Regions from separate parts of the Anas platyrhynchos genome. Here region 2 is linked to region 1. A link is a contact called in public Hi-C data. All regions are on one chromosome and are shown on one strand. The core of a region is the stretch at or near the end of the contact, and the rest is flanking DNA. Distances in the headings are between cores, read along the strand shown. Region 1 holds the start of RPS3 (ribosomal protein S3). Region 2 holds the start of FCHSD2 (FCH and double SH3 domains 2).

Region 1 (6,619 bases), core at 3,748-6,247:
CTTCCTTCGTTTCCATTGCTGTGGAGTGAGCACAAACCCATCATTTTCCTCCAAAAAGAGGTGACAGAAATGAGTGCAGCTCCTCAAAAAGGAGCAGCAAGGGCAGAGGAGGGACAAAGAGGGGATCATGGCTGCTATGATCTCCTTTAACCCAGCCCTCGTTTTGGGAACAGCTCGTGCTGGTTGGCTTTTGCTTGCCGTTGGCTTTGCAGCTCCTGCTCTCCCTGAATCGTCCTGGCTGGAGATAAATCAAGGATGCGAGGAGGTGTTATTCCTCCAGAAAGGCCGGCTTAGTAAACACGCTTCATTTATTTATTAGACCCTGCCAAGCAGGTGTGTCGCATCGCAGCCCGAATGGTTTATTTAGCGCCATGAGTAGCTGCGATCCCCAAAATAAGCCCTTCCTGGACGGCAATCATCTGATATTTTTGCCGAAACTGCTCATTTTCAAAAGCAAATAGCCCCTCGCAACTGCTACCGCTGCTTTGAGCTCGCTATTTAGAGCTATTTCTGAAAGATAAGGAAAAATATAAAAGGTGTTGCATCTTTGGCTCCGCTTTTGCGTTCCGGTCAGGTGTCTGTGTGCTCCTCATGGGTCCCTTGCGAGCTGGCTTCCGAGGGCTCTGGTTAATGTCCTAGAAAATCACCTTGTGCGTGGACTCCCGGCTGTTCTGGCGCTGGTTCTTGCTGGTGGAGGGGGTTCTCAGCGAGCCGGCAGCCTGAAAATGGGGTGAATTTGCTCAGAACAGGCTCAGGCCCCGAGACACAGCTGGCGGCTGGAGCTCGGGGAGCGTTTTTGCCCCATTAGCGCCCGCGGGTTGTCCTCTTGCAGGGGTTATTAGGGCTGGGACGCACACCCCTCCTCTCTCCTTCCCCAAGCAAAGTAAATCCTACAGCCTCCAAACCCCCAGCCTCGTGGAAACAACCCTAAATCTTCATCACCCTGCAGCAGAACGGGTTTCAGTGCTGTCCCCTGGGAGGTGGCTGCGTGCCTGCTGCAAATCACCTCACTGCCTCGCAGAGAGAGCTAAAATGCTGCAGGAGATGAGGAGAGCAGGCAGGTAGAGGTTTTCGGGCTGTGTTTTTTCCCCCTGTGCCTTAGCACTCCTTCTGCCGGGGAGCAGAACCCCAACTCCTTTTGTCCATCCCTGTCCCGGGTTTTGTTTTCCACTTTTCCACCTTTTCTGGGGGGAAAATTCATTAGCCCTGCGGTGTGCCCGATGAAATTGCTGGCTGTAGGGCGGGTGAGTGGGATGGTTTTTCTCTTCCAGCCCTCCAGGATGTGTAAAAAAGGCAGTGGGAGGCAGGTTTAACGCAGCACTGACCTTGGGCTGGCTCCTTTTTCCTCTCGGGAAGGTGAGGGCTCGCTCCGGGAGCAGCAATCAGATTTCCTCCTGCTCCTGCAGCATCTCCCTGTGATGGGGACATGATTTTATCATGGGAAAGCAGCAGCAGGAGGAGGAATCGTGGGCTTTTCCTAGCAGGACGTTCTCCCCCAATGCTGCCTTTTGCCACCGGGGCCTCCCCCCAAAAATCCCACGTGCCTACGAGCTGGGAAAAGTCACCGTTTACCCCGGCCCCTTCGCTGCGAGGCCGCTGCCAGCCCCTCCTGGCTGCTCTGAACGGGAGCCAGGTTCCTGGGGAGCCAAAGCAGGGGACGAGCGGCTTCATTGAGCCCGCTCAATGGCCCGGGGCTGCCATAAACCATGTCGCTGTCTGGGCGATGAAAGGAGCAAGGGGGGGAGGCAGGACAGCTCCCAAATCCCCAACCTGCTCCGGGATGGCTTCCCCGCCGCGAGGAGACCTGCTGCTCACCCCCAGCTCCCCAAAAGGGGCCCCGTCGGGGATGCTGGTGCCACCGATGTGACATCCGAGGGGGGTGTGAATCCCCTGAGCTCTGAGCAGCAGCAGGGAAATGCCCTCAAGGGCGGCCAGCTCTTTCCCTGCTCCCTCTGCACCCCAAAAACCCTAAAAAAAAAAAACTAAAAACCTAAAAACATGGGTTTTTGGGGCAGTGCTGGCTCCTCAGCCGAGCAAAGCAACCTCCTGGCTGTGTCTGGGGCCGGAGGGAGCCAAAAGAGGAATCCCACGCTGCTATTTGTGGGACTGAAACCTTCCCAACCAGGGCTCGGAGCCCCGCTGGCTCAGCCAGGCCACGTCTGGGGGGAGAGGGGACATTCCCTCGCTGCCTGACACCCCCCCCCCAGAGCTCTCCTCTGGGCCATGCTGCCCCCGAAATGCTGACACAACACATAGTTTCTCCTTAATAGGGCATGGAAAAGGCGACGCACGTCAGGGCCAGGCTTTTGGCTCACACCGTGCCTTCCCCTTCTCTTTATGGGGTGCAGAAATGCATCGGCTCGGCAAACCCGGCCTAAAAGGAAGACCTCGGGCAGATATTTCCTGAAGGAAGGTGGTCCCAAGGTGGAAACCTGCAAGCAGTGGGTTTGGTTTAGGTTAGGAGGGTCCTAAAAACTGATTTGAGAGCCAGGTTATTAGGGATTTAGGCTCAGACGCCTGCACAGAGATGTCCTCGGCTCCTGGCCGCCCTACAAAGGATGGGTCCGGGAGGAGGGAGGAAGGGGCAAGGCAGGGTGAGGGGGGCAGGAGAAGAGGTCATATAAAACGTTTTTCTGCCAGGGAAAATGCAGTAGTGCCTCTGCATGGGGTGGAAAAAAAAAGGAATGACTTCTTCAGAGAGGGGACTTCTCCCTCTCGTACCTCTGGTCAGCTCCGTGATCCATCCCGCTGGATAAGGGATGCTGGAAGCACGTCCCAACCTAGTGGCTGAAGTCTCTCGTAAGGTGATTCTCACCTCCTCTAAATTTCACTTCTTTTCTCACCTCCTCTAAATTCCTCTTCTTTTCTTACCTCCTCTAAACCATGAGCTGGCTCTGTCTGTCTACAGGGATGCAGATGCAAAGGAGCAGCAGGAGTTGACAGCACGCCTAAGCAGGTATTTCTGGCCATGTTATACCAGCCCAGTCCAAGCCCTGGGCTCCCAGTGCTCCCAGTTCGATCCCTGTTTGACCTGGCTCCAGCCTCAGTCCCTAGAGGGGGAAATCAGGAGGAGATGGATGGAGTTTGGCTCTGAATTTTGGGCAAGAGGAACTCCTCATTGAGCACAACACACGAAGCTTTCCCCACCCTGGAAACTGTCTCCACTGACATCTAGTGGCAAACCAGGCTTTTTTTCTTCTTCTTCTTTTTTTTTTTCTTCTTTTTTTTTTTTTCCCTTCCTTTTTTTTTTTTTTTTTTTTTTTTTTTTTTTTTTTTTTTTTTCCTCTGGTCCCCATGGGTGCTTCTGAGCAGGCTGGAAACAGGGGCAGTGCAGGAGGTGGCTGCAGGACAGATCATTTTATTTTAATTTAAAGCCATTACCCCTCATCCTGTCACCACTCTCCTTCCCAAAGACTCTCTCCTCATGCTGGCTCAGAAGAAACCCAGCTCAGCATTTCTGTCCGTAGCCAAAAGCCCAGGGAAACCTGAAAACACAACAAATCTGCTCGCAGCAAGCACCCACCTCCCACTGCCTTCATCTGCTTGCTGTGGGAGGACTGTGATCGTGAAGTCTGTGGGTTTTGCTGGATTTTAACCATTTATTTATTTATTTATTTATTTTTTATCTTTACTGCACACAGAGGTGCTCCCAGGCCTCTCAACACCCCTCGCCTCTACCCCTCCGAGATGGAGATCCAGCTGGCACAACGCAGGTGGACCACAGACAGGTGGACCACAGACTTATTTACGGAGCCACGAAATGATGATATCTCATTTTTTCATCCTTTCTTGATATATATTTTTGGCACAGAAGCCCTGTAGTATCCACACAAGGCCCTTTCTGTACAACCAGAGCCGTGCAGTGCCCCTGCCCTCACCTGTGGCTGCTCACTTTTTGTCAAACCTCTAGTGAAGCTATCCAAAAGAAGCCTTACAGAAAGCCCAACAGCTTATTTCAACCTTTTTTTCCACTATTATCCCCTTTTTCACCATTATCCTCAAATCTTCTGGCTCCGTTCTTGGAGGTTTGCAAGGCAGGACTTTCATTTTCTCATTCCTCCCAAGCAGTCCGTATTTACCCGCGTTTGTGGATATTTTCATTTATTAGTTCTCCCCATTATTATGTTTTCTCGTTTACACTGCACATCCAAAAGCCTGTAACCCCCTAAAACTGTAACATTTTTGACAAAATGACCGATTTCTCCATCTTTGGCCACCGTGGAAGTTTTAAGCAAGAAATCCCGTCCTGTTGGTATTCCCGTAACCCAGTGCCCAGACTGCAGGGGTGGTGACATGTCAAAAGAGGACAAAAGAAGTGACGATATGTCAAAAGAGGTAAAAAAACACCTCAAAAGACCTGTCCTGCAACTCCATTTGTCATATTTATTTAATTTGCCTTGAGTGAGGTAGAGGGACCACAGCCCTCCCTCGAGACGCTGCACAAACACAGCAGCCAAGACCTACAGTAGCTCGAAGTTTACAGTTGACCATAACTTATAGGTAACTGTAAATAATTAACAGCTATTGTTAAATTTTACTTAAAGTAAGGGATAAGAGTTTGGCACTCTTGAGATGTCAAGACTCCTGATGTTTCCCTGCAAATAACAGAGAGCTCATGCGCGCTTTTCACATGGTTTTCCTCAGGGGCGTTTCCTTCACTTGTGACTGACTAAAAACAGGAAGAAAGGTGAAAAATAAAAAATGAAACAAAACGCGGTCAGAGCGGGGCTGGCGCCCCCACCCCTCAGCGCCGCTCCCCTCATGGCGACGGGGACGGCAGCCATGAGGGGACGGCGTCTGTAACCACCCTGAAAGCTGCATATCGAGGTGAATTATCCTGTCAGCGCTCGGGCCCTTTCACATCGGCTTTCCAGCCATCTTAACACCGACTGAGGGCGCTCGCAGCCGCTTGGAAAGCGGAAAAACGCCTTGAAAGAGGGCGGGTTAAGCCCCGCCAACATGGCGGCGCCGGGAAAAAACTACATTTCCCATCATCCCTCTCCCCCGGGTAGCCCCCCCACGTGACCTCAGCTGACCAATAGGAAGCGGCGGAAGGCGATATAGCCCGCCCAGGAGGGCCCGTTCCCTCCTTTCCGCCGGGCGGCGCGGCGCAAGATGGCGGTGCAGATCTCCAAGAAGCGCAAGGTGAGGGCGGCCTCCCGCGTCGCCGAGGCCTCGGGGCGCCTCCATATCGGCGGGGCCGCGATGAGGGAGGTCTCGGCTTTCGTCGGCGGCGGGGGATGGCGGCGGGTGGGGGAGGATGGCGGCGGATGGAGGCGGATGAGGCGCGGAGGCCCCGTGGGGAAGATGGCGGCGGGAGGCTGGCGGGGTGCTGAGAGGAGGGAGGGGAGCCGGGCCTGGGGTTTTCAAGGCGGAAGGTTTTATTTTTCTCCTTATTTCTGCGTGAGGAGAGGAGCTGCCAGGCTGCGGGCCGGCTCGGGGGTGAATTTGGCCTAGGTTTAAGCAGAAAACCCTGGCTTGAGGCTGAGTGCTTGACCCAGAGGTTGACTTGGCCTCGTTGCTTTGTAGTTTGTCGCTGATGGCATCTTCAAAGCTGAGCTGAACGAGTTCCTGACTCGCGAACTGGCTGAAGATGGCTACTCGGGAGTAGAAGTCCGGGTCACTCCAACCAGGACCGAGATCATCATACTCGCCACCAGGTAACCGAGACGCTGCTGTCGGGTCTTGGAGGCTGTGCCAGGCTGTAAGAGGTGCTGCTGAACCTTTAAACGATAATATCATTAGGGAAAGACGCTTGGGAAAGAAATCCTGAAGTGATATTCAGTGATACAGCAGCATTACAGCCTCTGCTAGTCAAGGCTGGACAGGGTTAGATGCTCTCTGGAAGCTCTCTGGGATAGTTGCAGGCTCTGACATGGGGACACTTTCTCAGTTAATACTTCACTGTTTTGTCTTTTTACTTTCTCAGTTATACTCTACTGTGTGTTGTTTTTTTTAATTCCAGGACCCAGAATGTCCTGGGTGAGAAGGGGCGCCGCATCCGGGAGCTGACAGCTGTCGTGCAGAAGAGGTTTGGCTTTCCTGAGGGAAGCGTTGAGGTAAAACTGCCTCAGTTAAACCAGTAGTAAGTGGGCTGTTCACTTAGCTGCGTGCTCTGTTCGGGTGGTTTCAGCTGAAAGTTTGCTGGGAGATTATCTTGGGGTGCGTTTTACCTCTTCTCACAAAATGCTGTTGCCCTGAAAGAGGAGGTGGTTGGCTTTTAATGGTACTTTGAGAGCTGTCAGTTGGGCTGTTTTTCGCTGCTTTCCCAATATCTGAGAAGTACATTTCTCTAAAAACCCATAGTAGGGTTTGGAACTAGGTGGTCTTTAAGGTCCCTTCCAACCCAAACCATTTCTGTGGTTGTTTTGTAGAGGATGTTGCTGTACCAACATTGAGGTGAGAAACGAGTCTAGCAGAGAAATTTTTATTAGTATGTTACCATTCCTAATTAATAAATTCATAACGCTTCTGCACTTAGTGCTTTGTTACAGAATGAGCTCTGAGATTGTGTGAGAACTGTAATGAATTAGATAGTCAAGTGACACGACAGTAATTTCCTGATGTCTTTTAAATGGTTGAAATCTGGTGTCCTCGCTCGTACTTTCCTCTAAAAAGT
Region 2 (6,589 bases), core at 1,962-4,461, 140 kb before region 1:
TGCCTGACCATAAATGAAAAATCTAGGGTTCAAATATGAGTTTTGAGCTAAGTTAGGCCGTGGAAACATATTTTTGATAAAGCTTTGACGCTGTGCCATACTCATTTTTTCACCCTCTGCTCACAAAGTATTTAATCAGTTTATTTCACTGTTTTTTTTTTTTTATTATTATTATTATTATTTTTATTTTTTTCCCCATTTTGACTATTCCCCACGTTATAGAGACGTAGAAGAGCAATTAGCAGCTCCGAAAGGCAGCTCCGTCGTGATTCAGCAGCGCTGCAGATGATGAATTTGTCGGGACAGGCACCGAACCTCCAACACCCTGGGGTCCAAGCTCGAGGTCTCCAACGCTTGCCCCATAACCACCAACCTCTGGGTCCAACCCTTTGGCCCCTTTTCGATCCGGCTGCTCGTCCAACACCTTTTTTATGAGGTTTTTATGGGGTAATGTGCCAAAGGCCTTCCAGAAAGACAGCACCCAGCGCCGGGATGGCACCCACCACGTCACATCGTGGTTGCGCGCCACGCTTGTGCCCCCCCAAATCACTTTGGTAACCATATGTAGGGTGTAAAGGGGGATTTCTCTCCCTATATCTGTGTCCCCGAACACCTTTAGGTGTCTGTAGGGAAGGCAGGGGTCGTTTTCTGGGAACTGGAGTAACGTGGCTCATCCATAATGAAATAGGAGCATTTGGGGAAAACGCATTTAGGAGAATCGCCCCGTGCCCTACAACCCGCCCCGGTGATTTTCTTCAAGGAAACACCCAAACGCACTCCCCCCTGCACCTCCTTTGCAGCCCCATGCACCCCACAATTACACCCCCTGCACCCTCATGTGTCCCCTGCACCCCCACGTGCACCCTCCATGCACCCCCGTGCACCCCTTGCACACCCCATTTGCACCCCTTGCATCCCTGTGTGCGCCCCCTGCACCCCATTTCTTTCCTCTGCATTCCCGTGTGCACCCCTGCACCCTATTTCTAACCCCTGCACCCCATTTCTGCTCCCCCTCCCCATATGCACTCCCTGCACCCCTATGTGCATCCCATTTCTACCTCCTGCACCCCCACGTGCACCCCACGTGCACCCCATTTACATCCCCCACCCCATGTGCACCCCATTTACACCCCCTGCACCCCCATGTGCACCCTATTTGCACTGCCTGTATTCCCATGTGCACCCCATGTGTACCCCATACCCCATGTGCACCCCATGTGTACCCCATTTACACCCCCATGTGCACCCCATTTACACCCTCCACCCCATTTATTCGTCATGTGCACCCCATTTCTACCCCCACCCCAAACGGACCCCACATGGACCCCATGTGCACCCTACGTGAACCCCTCCACGCAATTTACCCCCCCCACACCCCATGTGCACCCCATGCACACCCCCCAACCCCATTTACACCACATGTACACCTCATTTACCCCCCCACCTCCACGTGCACCCCATTTACACCCCCTCACCCCATTTACACCCCCACACCCCTATGTGCACCCCATTTACACCCTCCACCCCTTTTCTACCCCCCTACCCCACATGGACCCCACACAGACCCCAGTTACACTCCCACCTCATTTACACCCCATGTACACCCCCATTTACACCCCATATACACCCCATTTCTCCCCTGTACATCCCCATTTCCACCCCACGTGCACCCCATTTACCCCCCGCACCCCAATACACCCCAATACACCCCATTTACACCCCAATTGCACCCCATGCACACCCCATTTACACCCCCCACACCCCATGCACACCCCATTTCTCCCTCTACATTCCCCTTTCCACACCATTTCCACCCCATTTCAACCCCTACATCCCCATACACTCCCCACTCCCCCCATTTATCCCCCACACCCCAATACACTCCATGTGCACCCCATTTCTACCCCCCTATATCCCCATTTATACCCCATATGCACCCCATTTACACCCCCCACACTCCATTTACACCCCATTTCTTCCCCCTACATCCCCCTTTCCACCCCCTTTCCACCCCATTTCCACCCCTACATCCCCATTCACGCTCCCCATTTATCCCCCACACCCCAATACACCCCATGTGCACCCCATTTCTCCCCCCAACCCATTTACACCCCGTGTGCACCCCATTTACGCCTCCTACCCCCTTTACACCCCATGTGTATCCCATATATACCCCCCCACCCCATGTACACCCCTTTTACAGCCCATACACCCCATATACACCCCATTTCTCCCCTGTACATCCCCATTTCCACCCCACGTACACCCCATTTACCCCCCACACCCCAATACACCCCATGTACACCCCAATACACCCCATGCGCACCCCATTTACCCCCCTACATCCCCATTTCCACTCCATTTCCACCCCTACATCCCCATTCACCCCCAATGCCCCCCATTTATCCCCCGAACCCCAATACACCCTATTTCTACCCCCTACATCCCCATATACACCCCATTTCTCCCCTGTACATCCCCATTTCCACCCCACGTGCACCCCATTTACCCCCTGCACCCCAATACATCCCATGTGCACCCCATTTCTACCCCCGTATATCCCCATTTACACCCCATATGCACCCCATTTACACCCCAATTGCACCCCATACGCACCCCATTTACCCCCCTACATCCCCATTTCCACCCCATTTCCACCCCTACATCCCCATTCACCCCCCTATGCCCCCCGTTTACCCCCTGCACCCCAATACACCCCATTTCTACCCCCTATATCCCCATTTCCACCCCAATTGCACCCCATTTCCACCCCATGTACACCCCCCCACCCCATATACACCCCATTTCTCCCCCCTACATCCCCCTTTCCACCCCCTTTCCACCCCCTTTCCACCCCATTTCCACCCCTACATCCCCATTCACCCCCCACATTCCCCCCCATTCCCCCCATTCCCCCCATTCCCCCCCCACGCTCCCCCCACGCTCCCCCCACGTGCTCCCCCCTCCCCCTTACAAGCCCCGCCCCCTCCCCTTGGCCACGCCCCCTCCCCTTTAGCCACGCCCCCTCCCCCTTAGCCCCGCCCCCCTCCCCTCCCCTCTCCCCTCCCCTCAGCGCCCCCTGGCGGCCGCTCCCCCCCCTCCCCTCCCTCCCCTCATGGCCCCGCCTCCCCCCCCCCCCCTCCCCGTTCTATGGTGGCCGCTCCAGGCCGGAGGCCGCCGCCCCCCCCCCCCCCTCGGAGCCTTCCTCCTCCTCCTCCTCCTCCTCCTCCTCCTCCTCCTCCTCCTCCTCCTCCTGCAGCCGCCGCCGCCGCTGCCGCTGCTGCTGCCGGCGGGAGGGGGGGGGGCGGTGGCGGCGGGGCTGGATGCGAAGCCCCCGCGCAGCAACATGCAGCCCCCGCCGAGGAAGGTGAGGGGATTTGGGGGGGAGGTTTGGGGGTTTTGAGGGGCGTTTGGGGTCTGAGGGGATTTGGGGGGGGTTTGGGGCTGAGGGGGGGTTTGGGGTTTGGGGGGGGTTTGGGGTTTGAGGGGGGGTTTGGTGTCTGAGGGGATTTGGGGGGATTTGGGGTTTGAGGGGGGTTTGGGGTCTGAGGAGATTTGGGGGGGTTTGGGGATGAGGTGGGGTTTGGGGTTGAGGGGGGGACTTGAGGGGGTTTGGGGCTGAGGGGGGGTTTTGGGGTTTGAGGGGGGTTTGGGGTCTGAGGGGGGGGTTTGGGGTCTGAGGGGATTTGGGGGGATTTGGGGATGAGGGGGGGGTTGGGGTTGAGGGGGGGACTTGAAAGGATTTGGGGTTGAGGGGGGGGTTTGGGGGGATCTGGGGTTTGAGGGGGGATTTGTGGTTTGAGGGGTTGGTTTGGGGCTGAGGAGGAGATTTGGGGGGGTTTGGGGGGTTGGGGCTGAAGGGGAGACTTGAGGGGATTTGGGGTTTGAGGGGGGTTTTGGGCTGAGATGGGTTTGGGGTTTGAGGGGGGGGTTGGGGCTGAGGGGGGGACTTGAGGGGTTTTGGGGCTGAGGAGGGGATTTGGGGCTGAGGGGGAGATTTGAGAGGATTTGGGGTTTTGGGGGGGCTGGGGCTGAGGGGGAGACTTGAGGGGATTTGGGGTTTGAGGAGGGGGTTTAGGCTGAGGAGGGGTTTTGGGGGGATTTGGGGCTGAAGGGGAGACTTGAGGGGTTTTGGGGCTGAAGGGGGAGGATTTGGGGCTGAGGAGGGGATCTGGGGGATTTTTGGGGTTTGAGGGGCAGACTTGAGGGGTTTAGGGGCTGAGGGGGGATTTGGGGTTTGAGAGGGAGACTTGAGGGGATTTGGGGCTGAGGAGGGGTTTTGGGGTTTGAGGGGGGGCTTGGGGGGGGTTGGGGCTGAAGGGGAGACTTGAGGGGGTTTGGGGGGATTTGGGGTTTGAGGGGCAGACTTGAGGGGATTTGGGGCTCAGGAAGGGGTTTTGAGGCTCGGGGGGGACTTGAGGGGATTTGGGGTTGAGAGGGGGGTTGGGGCTGAGGAGGGCGATTTGGGGGTGTTTGGGGTTTGTGGGGGATTTAGGGGGTGACGAGGGTTTGGGGTTGGGTTTCCTTAGGGGGGTCCTGGGTAGGTTTTGGGGACAGTGGGGGTGTGTGGGGTTTGGGGCTGGGCTCAATTTGGGGGTTTTGGGTGGGGTGTGTGTGGGGATAATAGGGCTGACTGGGATTTGGGGCTGTGTTTCAATAGGGTTGGGGTCTTGGGCAGGTGTATGGGGGTTCCTGGGCTGACTGGGATTTGGGGCTGTGTTTAGGGCTTGGGGGGGACGGGGTCTGGCTGCATTTTAGGGCTGCGTTTGGGCATGGAGGGGAGATCCTAAATGGGATCCTATATGGGATTGGGGACCAGCGGTGCTGACTGCATTTTGGGGCTGCATTTGGATGAGGGCTGGTGGGGTGTATATAGGGTCTGGCTGCGATATGGGGCACAAGGATGGGGTCTGTGGCTATGGGGTCTCACAGGCAGGGAGATTTAAGGGACGAGGGGGGGGGGTCAGCGATGAATTGGGGCCGCAGTGGGGTGGGCGAGGAGAGGAGGGGGCGGTGGCCTGCAAAGGGGGAGGGGGGGGATAAGAGAGGGGTCTGCGGCAGCGGGGAGACCCCCCCGGCCATATTAGGGTCCGGGTGGCGAGGATGAGGGTGAGCAGGGGTGGCCATAAACCTGTAGGGTTTGTGGGATGGGAGCAAACCCCAAACGGTGGCGGCAGCAGGGGAGGGTTTTCCGCTTGCTGCAGCCTGCAGGGTTGGGGGTGGTTTGCTTTTTGGGGGATCGGCGAGGGGGGGAGGTGTGGATTTGGGGTTTTTGGGGGTGGTTGGGGAACCGAGCTGCATGCGGGTGCTGGTATAGGGGGACGGAGCGCTTTGGGATCGAGCTGCTGGGGACAGAGGGGGAGCCAGAGACAGCGAGCAGGGTATGGGGTTGGGAGCCACTAGGAGGGGGTGGGGGGGCGGTTTTAGGATTTTGGGATCCGTGCCTTTGGTCCTCATCATCCTGCTGCCCCATTTGGGGTGCGGTGGGGTGGGCTCCCCCATTTTTTGGTGCGATTTCCCCCGGTTTTGTGTCGTCCCCTCCCCGTTTTTTGTTGTTTCGTGGTGCAGTGGCAGGGGGCTGGCTGCCGGGGAATTGTCAGAGCCGAGGAGGTTTTTGCTGGCTTTTAGGATCTCGATTTCCTTTTCCTCCCCCTATTTGGGGAAGGGGAAGGGGATTTGGGGTCTTCGTGTCCCCCCCACCGTGACCGCGAGGCGTTCCCGACCTCCCCGATGCGCAGGGGCTGCGGCGATGCCTCCAAGCCAGCAGGAGGATCCCCTGTCATCACCGAGGGGTTTTAATGCCCAAATCTGCTTTTTTTTAATAAAAAAAAGAGAGCAGACAGCCCCATGGGGTCGTTCTGAACCCAAATCCTTCCTGGTACCTGCCAGGAGGTGCCCGGCTGATGGGATTTGGGTTTTAATGAGCACCAAATTGCAGCAGGAGCACAGCCTCCCTCCGAAGGGTTATTTGGATGCAGCATTGAGAACCACCGTGATCTTTGGGCTGGATTTAAAGGAAATTCTTTAAATATCTTTTTTTTTTTGAAATTTTAATTAATTTTAAAATTGTTTAACTTGCTCCTAAGCACTAAATGTACACGCACCATTGATTTTCCCCCCTGTAGCCCAGATATTTTTTTATTTCCAGGCTTTTTTTGTTCTAAAAATCCATCGGACACTCCTCGTCCTCACATCTTTCAGAATAAAATGGCATTTTCATTAATTTTGGGGCCTACGTGTGGGATTTTTGCGGGGTGTGAGCCCTCTCAGGTGGCAGCGTGCGTTGAATTCAGCCCCTTTTCGCCTTCCTTCTTCACTCTGTGCCTTAGTTATGCCCCTAAATGCGCAATTTCAAAATAAATGAGGGAAATCAAATCTTAATGGGAAAAAAAATCATTTAAACTCTGCAGAAGATGCACATGGTCTGTTGTTTTCTTGTTTTTTTAGGTGAAAGTCACACAAGAGCTAAAAAACATCCAGGTCGAGCAGATGACAAAGCTTCAGGCCAAGCACCAGGCAGAATGTGAGCTCCTCGAGGACGTCAGGTAAGGCTACGGAGAACCGCGACCGAAATTCCCTTTAAGATCCA

What was found. Hi-C and Micro-C count contacts between places; a contact is called where the count stands out from the background.
Region 2: a contact with region 1 is called in a Hi-C map of subcutaneous adipose tissue, with 4 times the contacts expected there. The contact joins the promoter of FCHSD2 here to the promoter of RPS3 in region 1. A contact is called at or near these places in 6 of 8 Hi-C or Micro-C datasets (F1 follicle, F5 follicle, skeletal muscle and 2 more).

Annotation. Positions count from the first base shown.
Region 1 is chr1:205,401,422-205,408,040 of IASCAAS_PekinDuck_T2T, reverse strand. RPS3 (ribosomal protein S3) reads left to right here and starts at 4,997. Exons shown (of 7, transcript XM_027466167.3): 1 at 4,997-5,145; 2 at 5,530-5,660; 3 at 5,966-6,059. The coding sequence starts at 5,116.
Region 2 is chr1:205,543,407-205,549,995 of IASCAAS_PekinDuck_T2T, reverse strand. FCHSD2 (FCH and double SH3 domains 2) reads left to right here and starts at 3,211. Exons shown (of 20, transcript XM_027462102.3): 1 at 3,211-3,367; 2 at 6,448-6,545. The coding sequence starts at 3,347.